Regions from separate parts of the Muntiacus reevesi genome. Here region 1 is linked to region 2. Evidence: chromatin contacts called from public Hi-C data. All regions are on one chromosome and are shown on one strand. Each heading gives the region's core, a stretch centred on a gene start, on an enhancer-like site or on the middle of the called end of the contact. The rest is flanking DNA. Distances are from core to core; before and after follow the strand shown.

The links. Hi-C and Micro-C count contacts between places; a contact is called where the count stands out from the background.
Region 1: a Hi-C map of muscle shows a contact between it and region 2, with 6 times the contacts expected there. The contact joins the promoter of ZNF135 here to the promoter of LOC136161795 in region 2. A contact is called at or near these places in 2 of 3 Hi-C or Micro-C datasets (blood and muscle).

The regions. Positions count from the first base shown.
Region 1 is chr2:280,339,569-280,347,394 of mMunRee1.1, reverse strand. ZNF135 (zinc finger protein 135) reads right to left here and starts at 4,220. Exons shown (of 5, transcript XM_065926983.1): 1 at 4,101-4,220; 2 at 2,682-2,766. The coding sequence starts at 2,714.
Region 2 is chr2:279,956,013-279,963,159 of mMunRee1.1, reverse strand. It overlaps LOC136161795 (zinc finger protein 211-like), which reads right to left and starts at 1,596. Exons shown (of 4, transcript XM_065926892.1): 1 at 1,509-1,596. LOC136161803 (zinc finger protein 211-like) reads left to right here and starts at 1,766. Exons shown (of 3, transcript XM_065926909.1): 1 at 1,766-2,011; 2 at 3,147-3,273; 3 at 6,768-7,147. The coding sequence starts at 1,979. It overlaps LOC136161790 (zinc finger protein 211-like), which reads left to right and starts at 3,163. Exons shown (of 5, transcript XM_065926885.1): 1 at 3,163-3,273.

The sequences.
Region 1 (7,826 bases), core at 2,971-5,470, 380 kb before region 2:
AATCCTGCTCCTGGGTATATATCTGAAGGAAAAAAAACCAAAACTAATTCTAAAAGACACATGCACCCCAGTGTTCACAGCTGCACTATTTACAATTGCCAAGATGTGCAAGCAACCTAAGTGTCCATCAACAGATGAAGCAGTAAAGACTTGGTACACACATGCACACCTACAGACAGTCACTGGAGTGCTACTCAACCATAAGAAGTGAAGTTTTGCCATTTGCCACAACATGGATGGACCCGAACGGTATTATGTTTAGTGAAATAAGTCAGAGAAAGATAAATACTGAACATTCGCTCTTATATATGGAATCTAAAAAATAAACGAGTGAACAAACAAAGACAGACTCACAAAGAGAGAATAAGGCCAGTTTCTTCCATGATCAGGTGGGGAATTTATGCTTTTTTTTCCAAGGCACATGAGGTTTGGGCACGCACATCCTCCACAAAGAGATTTTCATATCAGATGGCCAGAGTGGAGGGCAGAGTTAAGAACTTGGCCATCTGGAGGGGGTGGTCAGGGACACAAGGCCACCCACTTCCTGGACCCTGGTCTCCCAGGCAGAATCCACCTCTGCTAGAGATTCTCCCACCAGAACAGTCAGTGGGGGGGGCAAGGGCGGGGTGGTGATGTGAAGACTGGTGGCGGATCCACATGGTGGAGATTCCAACCCCAGACCCAGGTGTCTTCGCACTGCACTCTGCCCCTCTGGCCTCATCTGCAAGCTGCTGGAAGCTCCCTGAGAAGGCTACTGGGAGGAATGAGGGAAGTCATAGGAAGTGAGCTCAGGACTCGCCACATAGTGGTTGCTTTACCTGCAGACCCTGCTTCAAACTATGCTGAGGGCAGGGCGGGGTGGTTTTCTTTTCTCTCACCAACTCTCCTTGCTTGCTCCATACTTTCCAGACTCATTAGATCTTGCTCAGTTATCTGAAGAGGCCTACTGAGCACAGGTCTGGACACTGCAGAGGCCGTGGAGACAAGACACACACACACACACACACACACACACACACACACTGCCTCCTGCAGAGGCCGTGGAGACAAGACACACACACACACACACACACACACACACACACACACACTGCCTCCTGCAGAGGCCGTGGAGACAAGACACACACACACACACACACACACACACACTGCCTCCTGCAGAGGCCGTGGAGACAAGACACACACACACACACTGCCTCCTGCAGAGGCCGTGGAGACAAGACACACACACACACACACACACACACACACACACACACACACACTGCCTCCTGCAGAGGCCGTGGAGACAAGACACACACACACACACACACACACACACACTGCCTCCTGCTGCACACACTGCCTCCCGCAGAGGCCGTGGAGACAAGACGCACACACACACACACACACACACACACACACACTGCCTCCTGCAGAGGCCGTGGAGACAAGACGCACACACACACAGACACACACACACACACACACACACTGCCTCCTGCAGAGGCCGTGGAGACAAGACGCACACACACACACACACACACTGCCTCCTGCTGCACACACTGCCTCCTGCAGAGGCCGTGGAGAAAAGACACACACACACACACACACACACACACACACACACATTGCCTCCTGCTGCTGTGTGCTAGCTGCTGGGTTGGGGAGGGAGCAAAACTGCAAACCCCAGAGAGGCTCAGTGCTCTGGGGAAAGTGGGAGGGATGGGGATGCAGCAGCGGCAGAGGGACCTGGAGGAAGAGGCACGAAGGAGCGGGACGTACGCGGGGCTCTGGGGCCTCAGGGGTCGGAGTTCAGGCCCAGCCCGACCACTCCCAGCTGTGTCACTTGCCCCTGCACCGTGGTCCCTCCTCATCCCTCGTGGGACTGATGTGGAGGCTGAACCCGGTGAAACGTGTCCAGCACTGACCAGGGTTCAGAACACTCAGTCTTCACCCGTTCTCCGTGTGCCTACTGTGTGCCAGTCCTTTGCACATGGTAAAAATGACCAGAACTGCTTCCCAAGGCCTCAGGCCCCTGCAGCTGGCCTAGGAGACCTGGCTCTCTGTCTTCCTGCCACACATGTGCCTGGTCTAAATGCCCGGTGCGGTACCACCCCCAGGCCTCTGCTCCTGCTATCCCCTCTGCCTGCAGCATTCCGCCTCTGGGCTCGACCCCACCCTCTCCCTTCCTGCAGATCTCTGCCTGGGGGTCACGGCCTCAGGGAGGCCTCCTGGGCCCCAAGCCCACCCTCTTTGGGGCCTCATTTCCCTGCCCAACACATGGCACATTTACATTCCTCACGTGCTCTGTGAGCCGTGGGGCGGAGATTTCTTGTCTGTTTCCACACCTGCAGTACCTGTAACAGTGCCTGCTGGCGGCCAGTGCTCAGTACATGTTGGCCAGGTGACTGGAGGGAGTGTGAGCTGGGAGAATGGACCCTGAGCCCTGTGTCGAGAAAGCTCCAGGTCAGTGGGATGGATAAGCGATGTCTGCCAGGGTGGCGCAGGGCAGGGGCTGGGGGGTGGAACCCAGCTGATCTTCTCAGAGTGGCAAGGTGAGATGTGGAGGGACACGGAGCTGACGAAAGCACAGGCCGGGCCAGGGACAGAGTGATGGAAAAGGCCCTGAGGGCAGAACAAGCCTGGTGGGGACCACGGGTGGCACCTGAAGGCCGGGTGGGAGGGGGCACTGTACTCACCGGGTCCCCGGCGGCGAGGAGCCCAGCAGTCATCCCCTCCTCCTCGGGCCTCTTGCAGGAATAGTCAGCTCCTCTGTAGGCAGTTCTGGGGGGAAAGGGGATACGAGAGACTGGGCAAGTGACAAGTGACGAGTGACTCCAGGCCCCGGAAGGCCTGTGTGCATGTAGTAGGAACTCCGTGCCCAGGTGGGATGCAATAGGATTGCCGCTTCAGCGTGGCATTTCTTGAACTCCTGCTGTGCACCCGATGCTATTCTGGGCACTGTTGAAAGATGACCTCCCTTTCCTTTACTGATTCCAGACAGGGAAATGGATGGCCAGAGGGGCAAGGGGTGCAGCCCAGGTCGCACAGATGATTCCCAGGGTGATGACTCTGTTACTGTGCAGAAGGCAGAAAACCAGGCAGTACTGGGGTCTCTGGCACTCTTTGGTGTGCCTGTTTCTACAAAAGGTTTTTCTCTTATAAAATGAGGATGATGACCCAGGACGGAGCTTATGAGAATTAAAATGTGAAATGGAGACGTTCCCTGGTGGGCTAGTGGTTAGGATTCTGGACTTTCACTGCTGTGGCCTGGAGTTTAATCCCTGGTTGGGGAACTGAGGTTCCATGAGCCATGCATTGCGGCTAAATAAATAACGACCCTGCCTATTGGCACCTGATTCTGCCCCAGCCACTCTGACCAGTTGCCTTCATTGCAGTTCCCTGGATGGGAGTTATAATATTCAGTGATGTTTTATGGGCTTATCATCCTCTCCCTGACTCTCCTGTGGCATCCAGGGCGGAGACAATCTTGGCGACAGAGGACAGGGCCTGGCACCCGGAACATGTAAACACTTGCTTGTTGAAGTAACGAAGGAATCTGGATGGTGCCTGGCATGCAGCTGATGCTCAATAAGATTTTAATTCGTCTGTTTCCTGGGTCCCAAGTGGATAAGGCCAAAATCCGTTGCTCTGGGTCTCCTTTACCTTTCTTCTTTACGGACAGAAGCCCCTCAAGAAAGTGAGGTTCCACAGCTGACATGGTGGTGGGACCTCCTTCTCCGCCTCCAAACCGCGGAGGTCTCGCCCAGTCCAGGGAGGCATGCAGGCTGGGCTGGCTCCAGGCTCTGAGGAGTCAGGCCAGCTAATCCCTACGACTATGCTCCCGAAGCCAAAGACCTCAGTCCCTTCCCTCGCAGCCGTGAGCCAGCCCCCGCCCCAACTCCTCCCCTCGGGCACGAGACACCCCTCCCGATTGGGCCCCGCCCACCCGGCCCGCCCACCCCGCCCACAGCGGCCCAAACTAGGCCGAAGCAGTAGAGGGGATGTGACACAGGCGCGCGCGGCTCTCTACACACCCTGGCCGGCGTCCCAGGGGAGACCCTGGACCCGCGCTCCGCCCGGCCTCCCCCACCCCGGCCAACCCAAGCCTCACTTACCGCTGGACTGTAGGACAAAGACTGAGGCCGCCACGGAGCGCACTGCGCCTGCGTACCGACGCTGAACTACACCTCCCAGAGGGCGGCGCGCGCCTCCGATCGTCCTCCCGCTAGCCACGCCCCTCCTGGGTGGCTGAGGTTGAGGGGCTCTGAATCCTGGCTCCGCCTAGTTTTCCAGCCTGGGACCCTCTCGTTCCGCACTCCTTGGAGGACTGCCAGGAGGAAGGCCACGCCCGCTGCTGGCCGAGATCGCGCCTAGCTGGGCGGGCGCCGAACTACAACTCCCAGAGAGCAGTGCGCCCACCTCCGGTCGTCTCTCAGCTCGTCCCACCCCGCCTGGGGCTGAGGCTGAGAAGTTCGAGCCCCTCTGACGCCTCACTCCTGGGACACGCGTGAGGCTGCGACCGCGTTGGTCTGGGAGTGCGCCTGCGCAGAGAGCGCCGAACTGCGTCGCCCAGAGGGCCACTCGCGGCTTCCCTGGGCGTCTGTTCCCGCCCGTCGGGTTCTTCTGATACCCGAATTCGAGTCCTGACACCTCTCTGTCCCCATCATAAACATTCCGTGCCGCCGCCGCGGTGAGGAGCCTTTGATTGTAGCCCGGCGCTCAGTAGGTGCCAGTATTTAGTACACGGTTATAAGAAACATGGATATTTGAAAAGTGCTTTACACACTGCTTCGTAACTGTCAGAACTGCGTTTCAATAGCATCATAGTATTCAGCCAGGTGGCGCTGGTGGTAAAGAACGTGCTTGACAATGCAGAAGGTGTAAGAGACGCGGGTTCCATCCCTGTGTCAGGAAGATCCCTTGGAGCAGGAAATGGCAGCCCACTGCAGTATTCTTGTCAGAAGAACCCCTTGGACAGAGAAACCTGGGGGGCTACAGTCCAGGGAGCCGCAAAGAATGGGACAGGACTGAAGCGATTTGGCACCTGCACATAGTACGCAAAGCTTCCCAAGTGGCTCAGTGGTAAAGGATCCGCCTGCAGTGCAAGAGAGGCGGGTTTGATCCCTGGTGGGAAAGACCCCTGGGAGTAGGAAGCTGCAACCCACTCCAGTATTCTTGCCTGGAAAAATTCCACTAACGCAGGAGCCTGGCAGGCTAAAGTCCGTGGGGTTGCAAAGAGTCAGATGCCACTGAGCATGAATACATTAAAAGTTGACGTCCCCTCACATGACTGAATTCGCCATTTGGTGAACACTGGCCAAGGCCAACCAGGTCAGGTGGCATGCCCAGGGTACGGCAGCCAAGCGTACAAGGTGAGACCGTTCACCATTCCCCCACTCGAGCTGGACTTATTTTCAGTAAAGCATGTGAACATCCAGTGTAGCAAGAATCTAACCAAGGCTGAGCCACCTCACCTGCCTTTGCCCTTTTAAGAGGGGATTGATTGATTCAGATAAGTTGGGGCTTGCATGATGGATCTGAAGCTGAGAAAAAGTTTCAAGCCAAGGGCATCTTTTCTTTGACTGAAACAGCTGTTTATTTGGAAAAACTCTGATGCTGAAAACAGCAAACAATAAGAATTCTTATGTTAGGGGGAAAAAACAGCCGGTGACATCTCTTTTTTACAGATAACAGGTGAAAAGATTTGGCTGGTTCACACATGAGTGAAAGACTTCAAATCTAGTAAGCCTTGTAACAGTGGTTGTTATGAGAAGATATGTCTGATGGCTCAAAATCGGAATGCTCTCATGATGCAAGCTCTAGTTTTTCTTTTCAGGTGTCATTTAGAGACTATAAAGGATCATATTTGTGATTGTCATACTGAAAGGTACTCTTCTGTCTGCTGAAGTAAGAAAGCTTTAAAGTGTTCATAAAATGTCTATTACTACTTCCCTCACCTGCAAATCCAAATGAAAAGTAAGACTGTTTTTCCTTTTTCTTTCACAAAATGTACCCTTTTCCTCCCCAGTTTTCTTTTACCAGATCAAAAGGCATGAAAACTTCCCATGTGGCACTAGTGGCAGAGAACCCATCTGCCAATGCAGGAGATAAGAGAGACGTGGTTTCAGTCCCTGGGTTGGGAAGATCCCCTGCAGGAGAAAATAGCAACCCACTCCAGTATTCTTGCCTGGAAAATCCCATAGACAAAGGAGCCTGGCAAACTGCAGTCTATGGGGTCACAGAGTCAGTCACGGCTGAAGCAACTTAGCATAAACTCTCTCATGATGACATCGTTGCTATAAAAAATTGTTTTTGGCTGTGCTGGGTCTTCATTAATGTGTGAGTTTTCCTCTAGTTGCAGTGCATGGGCTTCCTATCATGGTGGCTTCTCTTGTGGAGCATGGGCTCTAGGGTGTTGCTTTAATGAGTATTTTTCAATGAACTTAAGTGGCCATCAAAAGTACACAGGATAAACAAATTGTGGTATAGTCATTCAATGGGAAACTATACAGCAGAGAAAATAAATGAAATTGAGTCTCACATATCAAAAAGGATAAATTTTGGGACTCTCCTGGAGGTCTAGTGGTTAGGAATCCACACTTCCACTGCAGGGGTCTGGATTCAGTCCCTGGTTGAGGAACTAAGATTCTGACAGATAACATGGCAAAACAAATAACAATAACAAAAAGCCCTACACAAAGGTGAAAGGATAAATCTTGTAATGATAAATTTATGGAGCAAAAAATGCAAGTTGCAGATGGAATTATATGCTTTTATATGAATGCAAAACGTGCTTTGTATTGTTTTGAAACAGACACATTGTAAAGTTTCAGGAAACACATGGCATGATTCACATCTCATTCAGGACAGTGGCTGCCCCCAGAGGAAGGGAGGTTACTATTCCAGAGGGGAGTGTTGTTCAGTAGCTACTTCGTGTCCAACTCTTTGTAACCCCATGGACTGCAGCATGCCAGGCTTCCTTGTCCTTCACTATCTCCTGGAGTTTGCTCAAGTTGGTGATTGTATCCAACCATCTCATCCTCTATCTCCCCCTTCTCTTTCTACCCTCAATCTTTCCCAGAATCAGGGTCTTTTCCAATGAAGAGAGGGGAACAAAGGGGTTTAGGCCTGTAGGTTGATGATGTTCTTTTTCATTTTTTCATTCAGCTTAGGAGTCTTTTCACAGGTTTCATTGAATCTCTTAAAATTCTTATGTCTTACATATTTTTCTTAAAAGAAAAAGGAGCAGACATCTAACATTAAATTCCAGGCACATGAGAAATTGGATGCTGAATGTTGAACTGGTGGCAAAGCAGACCTGTGAAAGGGGAGCCTCTACATGGTCACCAGTTGTAGAGAAACATCTTGACTTTCATCTGGTGGGGGGGAGGTGGGGGGGTGGTGGGGAGGTACTCAGAATCCCCAAGTATTGACCTTTGTGACTCTTAGAATGTTAGCTGGAGAAAATAAGTTAATCCTAGGATTTGAGAGCATGAGGTATTAGATTGGTGCAAATGTAATTGCAGTTTCAGACCATGAATTTTAAATCATTATACTAGGATCAAAAACATCTTTATTAATCCAAACAGGAACCACTACAATCAAGATTTTGCCAATGAGAAATAAGTTTGCTTAGTCCTATAGTATAAAAACCCGTGCTTTAGGATTCAGTGCACTCTTGGAAAGCATTTTCTGCATCCTGCTCATTGTGGAAGTGGCTTTTCTGTAATAAGTTCTCAAGATGCTTGAAGAAGTGGTAGCTGATTAGCCAGAGGTCAGGTGAATATGGCTGATGAGGCAAAACTCTAGCCCAATTCGTTCAATTTTGGAAGCATTGGTTG
Region 2 (7,147 bases), core at 347-2,846:
ACTGTATCTTATATTTAATTAATTAATTATTTATTTAGATGAGTCACTTGTGGGATCTAGTTCCTTGATAAAGGATAGAATCCTCATCCTCTGTAGTGTAAGTGTAGAGTCCTAACCACTGGACCGCCAAGAAAGTCCAAAAACTATACTGTATATTCAGAAGTTTCTAAGAGAGTGGTTCTTAAAAGTTCTCACCATGGGAAAAAAATTGTAACTCTGTTAACTAAACTTAATTTGTTAGTGGAGTGTATATGTGGTACTTAGTCGCTCAGTTGTATTCAACTCTTTGTGACCCGAAGGACAGTAACCTGCCAGGCTCCTCTGTCCATGGAATTCTCCAGGCAAGAATACTGGAGTGGGTAGCCATTCCCTTCTCCAGTAGATCTTCCTGGCTCAGGGATTGAACCAGGGTCTCTTGCATTGCAGGCAGATTCTTTACCATATGAGCCACCGGGGAAGCCAATATCAGATCATGTTATACAGTTTAAAGAAATATAGTGTTCCATTGCAGTTATATGTCAGTGAAATTTTTTAATTCTCTGATGCTCTTACTTTCTCTATGAAACCCAGATTTTTAAAAAAAGTATTTATTTTTATTTATTTTGGCTGCACAGGGTCTTAGTAGCAATATGTGGGATCTAGTTCCCTGACCAGGGATTGACCCCAGGCCCCCTGCATTGGGAGCATGGAGTCTTAGCCACTGATCAGCTGTGAGAGACAAAGGGGCCTAGTCTTAGAGTCGGGATAACATATTAATAATCGCTCAGCCTGAATGCCAAAGAAAGAGCCCAGAGACAAGGACAAAGACATCACAAGGTCCAGGAGAGACACACCACCGTGGTCAGACACAGCAGGCAGGATGTGGCGGTAGGCTTTTTTTTTAACTGGGGAGGATAGGGAGGTTACTTGCTTTAGAGGGAATTGAGGTGAGGTTGGCTCATCAGTTGACAGGGAAACCAGGGAAAAAGCAAGCCACTCATAGTCTCTGAGAAACTCAATGTGAAGTAATTACTATCTAATGACAAAAACAAGGACTATCTGGGGCTAGAGCAAGAAGGTAGGTATTGACAGATGAGGATTTCTTGTTAAGTGAAAGTTCAGGCAGGTGAGTAGGGTATAGGTGAATCGGACTGGTGGGGCAGGAAATATACAAAGAGGAAGAATACAGCCATTTTGGGTGTCCTGATTATCCATCATTGTTTCTCACTTAGTTGCACACCATCACTGACTATGCAGGCAAGACAGCCTTTTCTAAGTTTTTTCTCTCTTGTTCAGCTGTAGCAGGCCTGCCCAGTATCAACTTTCCACATTCCCAGTCAGAATCCTGTAGTCTTTTTTCTTTTCCCTGACCATAATTTATAGATGACTTGAGCACTTCAGGCTGCATGCATTTCAAGAGCGATAAGATAATGTTTTCTTACTTCCAGTTACCAAAGGATGTCAGCTAGATTATCCCTACACTTCAGTGATCAGTATCATTAAAGATTTAAATTCTCTGAAGCACCCACCCCTATTTCGTCATCGACTCCCCATGTCTTTAATGAGGACGGAGGCCCCCGACACGTGATTTCCCAGCGCTCCTCCCAGTGCTTCTTGGCTTTCCTCCTTAGGCTCCCAGTGTGGCGCCATTCCTTGAGGCCTTGGCACTACATTACCCAGAAGAACTTGCGCTAAAGCGAGGTAGAGCCCTTGAAAATTCAGAAGCTGCGCACTTCCTGGAGGCCGAACATCTGGCAGTGTGACTTCCGGCGCGTTTATTTAGACGTTTTGTTTGTTGTTGAGCCCGTGGGGCTGGTGATAAGCTTAGGAGTGAGGAGTTTGCTGGGAAGTGAGGGGCGTAAGGCGGAAGCGGAGCCTTCGTGCACACTGCACAGGGTCTGTTCTTAGGGTCGGGGAGGTCACCTTCTGCGGGGAGGTATCTTACCGAAACCGACCTGGTCGCTCCACTTTGGAAGCTCCGTTCCGCCCACAGGCTCGGATGGCGGCGGCTTTGCTGCCGGCGCCGCCTCAGGTAAACGCTCTGCCCTGCCCCCTTTGCCGTCAAAATATGAATGCCCCGTGTGAGAGCGCCTGCTCAGGTCGCTTTATCTCAGGGCCCTCTTCCACGACAGGCCTGAAAGCCTCTTGCAGGCCTTCATGTCCTTATTTCCGAGGACCTGTATAATGTGTGAGTGAGGCTTTGAGATGCAACTGAAGCAGGAATGTTGGGGAACCTCAGATCAGTCCAACTTCTGTGAGGAACAAAGTTTGCGGGCAGGCTTCACCTGGAGTGGCAAATGAGAGATTCTAATTTCCTGCATAGACCCTCTGGAAGCGGTGAAGAGTTTTGAGCACAGGAGGAACGTCATCTGAATTTAGGTTTTTAAAATTAGGCTCCAAAGCCGTTCAGTGAAAGAAAAGTCTGTTGGTGGGTGATGACTAATTTGAAGCAGAGGGAATTTCTGGCTTTTGCTTGCTCACAACTCGTAAGAGGTAGTACTGAGGATAGAGTCACGAAGAAGACCTTAGCCAGCCACCGTGCCATTCCCAGGGCTCTGGTCCCAGGCACAAATCCTGGGAAAGTTTGAGCCCCTGGAGCGTCACCCAGATCACCTTCCTCCATGGCCTGCCTGTTCCCACACATTCCCAGGACTGCAGAAACATTTTTGGTAAATGGAGGTTGTCCCTGTCCCTAAATTATTCTCAAGCCGATGCACACATTCTTTGTATTTGAGAAGGGTTTTGAAGCTCTTCACCTGCCATTTACCCAGACCCTTGGTTTGGGAACCCTGGAGAACCGCACGTTCAGGGTCCTGAATGCAGGCTGGGGTTTGTTGAGGTGGTTTTTATTTTCCATCATCAATGGGAGGAAGTGTGGAACTGGTCATTTTTAATGTGAGGCTGAACTGGTTTAGGTAAGTGCAGGTATTTTTTTTTTTTTCTGGTGGGAATAAACAGTAGGGAAGAGCAGGACTTTGGTTTGAAACGACTACCTGTGTTTTCTGGAGCCAATGGGAGTGTCAGATCAAAGGAGGGAGGTTTTTTTTTAACCCCAGGTTTCAAAAGGCCCCATCTGACTGGGAGGTGGGGGAGATGTGCAAAGAAATTGGATGGTAGTTTTTTGGGAGTGAGTTTGTTCATTGTTTTATTTGTCCCTATTGTACCAGGGCAGTGTGACCTTTGAGGATGTGGCTGTGTACTTCTCCTGGGATGAATGGTGTCTTCTTGATGAGGTTCAAATACACCTGTACCTTGATGTCATGCTGGAGAACTTTGCACTTGTGTGCATGCTGGGTAAGGCTTGCACACCCACCTCCTTCCTTTGAGCTAGGCTCTGCCTTTCTCCTTTTCCCCTGGGGCAGTTATGTCCTTCTCACATATGGACCATGGGCACTACTTTCTCAAAATGCTGAGTTATGTCCTGTGGTTAGTATAGCTAGGAACAGCGCAACCTCAGTGCCAGAACACCTGTATCCCCAAATTTGCAGTTCAGGGTTCAGGGTCAGTAGTTTTTTTGTTTTTTATAATTTTATTAAAACATTCTGTTCAGTTCTCAACTTTATGTTAATTTTTGCTGCACAGCATACCTACTAAGTTTTTTTATACACACACATACACACAGATATATATATATATATATATATATATTCCTTACTCATTTCCCTTATGGTTTATCACAGGTATTGAATATAGTTTCCTGTAATATGACATCAGGACCTTGTTTATCCATGCTATGTTTACTAGTTTGCATCTGCTAATCCTTTATTCCCAGTCCTTCCCTCACTTACCTCCCTCCCACTTGGCAGACACAAGTTTGTTCTCTATTCTTGAGTCTGTTTCTGTTTCCCAGGTATGTTTATATGTAGATATGTTGTGTCATATTTCAGATTCCATAAAGAAATGATATCAAATGGTATTTGTCTTTCTCTTTCTGACTTACATCATTTGCAAATATTTTCTCCGAGTTTTTAGGTTGTCTTTTTTGGTTGCTTTTGTTTTTAGAATACTTAAAAAAAATTTTTTTTTGGTTGCATTGGGTCTTTGTTGCTGGGAGGATTTTCTCTAGTTGTAGTGAGCAAGGTTTACAGGTTGGTTTCAGTACTTGTGACCTGAGGGTTTAGTTGCCCTGTGGCATGTGGAATCTTCCTGGACCAGGGATCTTATCCGTATCCCCTGCAGATATATTCTTAGCCACTGGACTGCCAGGGGATTCTTGACATGGATTTCGTTTATTGATTTTTGAATGTTACATTATCCTTGTGTACCTTGCAATAATCCCAGTTGGTCATGGTATATAATTTTTTTTTTTACAGTTTTTGATTCAATTTACTGATATTTCATAGCATGTGGATCTTTTAGTTGAGGTATGTGAACTCTTAGATGCAGCATGTGGTATCTAGTTCCCCAACCAGGGATGGATTCTGGGCCCCTTGCTTTGAGAGTTAGGAGTCTTAGCCAATGGACCACGAAGGATATCCCACCTCTTTCATTTTTTTCCCTTTTCTTTCATTTTTAATATTATTAATTTGTGTACTGCCTCATTTTCACAGTTAGACTGACTAGAATCCTTTTTATATTATTAGTCATTTTAAATAACAAGGTTTTTTTTGAGCTTTGTTGATTTTTCTATATAGTAGTTTTAAAAGGTAAAAGCACAGATAACTGATTTTAGGTCTCCTTTTGTAATATGTTCATTCAGTGTTATAAATTGCCTTATAAACACTGCTTTCACTTACTTTGAGAAGTGTTGTGTTTATTTGAAAATACTTAAAAAGTTTCTTCAATTCAGTTTAGTCGCTCAGTTGTGTCCGACTCTTTGCGACCCCATGAATCTCAGCACGCCAGGCCTCCCTGTCCATCACCAGCTGGAGTCCACCCAAACTCATGTCCATTGAGTCAGTGATGCCACCCAACCATCTCATCCTCTGTCGTCCCCTTCTCCTCCTGCCCTCAATCTTTCCCAGCATCAGGGTCTTTTCAAATGAGCCAGCTCTTCGCAGCAGGTGGCCAAAGTATTGGAGTTTCAGCTTCAACATCAGTCCTTCCAATGAATATTCAGGACTGATCTCCTTTAGGATGGACTGGTTGGATCTCTTTGCAGTCCAAGGGACTCTCAAGAGTCTTCTCCAACACTACAGTTCAAAAGCATTAATTCTTTGGCACTCAGCTTTCCTTATAGTCCAACTCTCACATCCATACGTGACTGCTCGAAAAACCATAGCTTTGACTAGATGGACCTTTGTTGACAAAGTAATGTCTCTGCTTTTTTTTTTTTTAATATCTCTGCTTTTTAAATGCTGTCTAGGTTGGTCATAACTTTCCTTCCAAGGAGTAAGCGTCTTTTAATTTCATGGCTGCAGTCACCATCTACAGTGATTTTGGAGCCCCCAAAAATTAAGTCAGTCACTATTGCCACTGTTTTCCCATCTATTTGCCATGAAGTGATGGGACCAGATGCCATGATCTTGGTTTTCTGAATGTTGACCTTTAAGCCAACTTTTCACTCTCCTCTTTCACTTTCATCAAGAGACTCGTTAGTTCTTCACTTTCTGCCATAAAGGTGGTGTCATCTGCATATCTGAGGTTATTGATATTTTTCCTGGCAATCTTGATTCCAGCTTGTGCTTCTTCCAGCCCAGTATTTCTCATGATGTACTCTGCATATGAGTAAATAAGCAGGGTGACAGTATACAGCCTTGACGTACTCCTTTTCCTATTTGGAATCAGTCTGTTGTTCCATGTCCAGTTCTAACTAAGAGTTTTCTTAACATTTCTTTTTTGGGACTACCTCTTTGACCCATGTTTTATTTGAAAGTGTATAGTTTAATTCTCAAAATTTTGGGAATTTTTTCAGCTATCTTTGTGTTGCTTATTTTTTTTTGAAAGTTGCTCAGTCATGTCCAACTGTGTGTGACCCCATGGACTATACAGTCCATGAAATTCTCCAGGCCTGAATACTGGAGTGGGTAGCCTTTCTCTTTTCCAGGGGTTCTTCCCAACTGTGTTACCGATTTTTGTTATAATTCCACAGACATTCCAAGACATTGTATGATTTCAGTTGTTTCAAATTTGTTAAGGTATGTTTTCTGACCTAGGATGTGGTCTATCTTGTGAATGTTATATGTCAGCATGAATATACTATTGTGCTGATTTTGAATGGAGTATACTAGTAGTCTTTAGGTGTCCTTACATCCAGTTGATTGATGATGGTACTTTTCAGTTCAACAGCATCCTTACAGAATTTCTGTTTGCTGAATCTGTTCATTTCTGGTAGAGGAGTGTTGAATGAAGTCTCCAAGTATTACATCTGTTTCTACTTGTAGGTCTGTTTTGCCTCACATTTAAATATTCTGTTGTTAGGCATTTAAATGTTTTGAAGGATTATTTTGAAATCTGAAAAACTGACCCCTTTATCATTGTGTTATTCTCTTTATCCCTGATGACTTTGCTTGTGTTAAGTCAGCTTTGATATTAATATAGTAACTATTTCTTTTTTTTTTTTTTTTTATCTTTTCCTCTTTTTTTTTGACTGTGAGACATGTGGGATCTTAGTTCCATGGCCAGGGATTGATCTTGCACTCCCTGCATTGGCAGTGCAGTGTCTTACACACTTGGCTGTGAGAGCCACATCCAGTCCTTGTGTCCTGGACATGGTGAGAGCAGCTGCTTCTTCAGTTTAATCCTTGTTCATGTCCTGAACATGATTCCATGGACTGCCTCTTTCATGTATCAGATGTACAGTTGTGATGATGTCATTCCTCCAATAAAGTCAACCTGTTTGTTTTCAGGTTCTTGTCGTGGAGTCCAGGATGCAGAGACATGTTCTGAACAGAATGTATCTGCAGAGGGAGCATCACAGATTAGGGCTCCCAGGGCAGAATTGTCTCCTGAGAATACCCAGCCCTGTAAGATATGTGTCCCAGTCTTGAGAGACATTTTACATTTAGCTGAAGAGCAAGGAACAAATAGGGAGCAAAAAGAATACACATGTGGGGCATGTGGGAAACAATTCTATTTTACTGCCAATGTTCAGCACCGCATTGGAGTGAAATTCTGCCAGTGTCATATGGGAAGACCTGCATATTTGCAAAGCTGTACAATCCATGCAGCAAGGAATCTGTCTACCAACACGGAGATTGGGAGTGACTTACTGGCCTACACGGGAGTT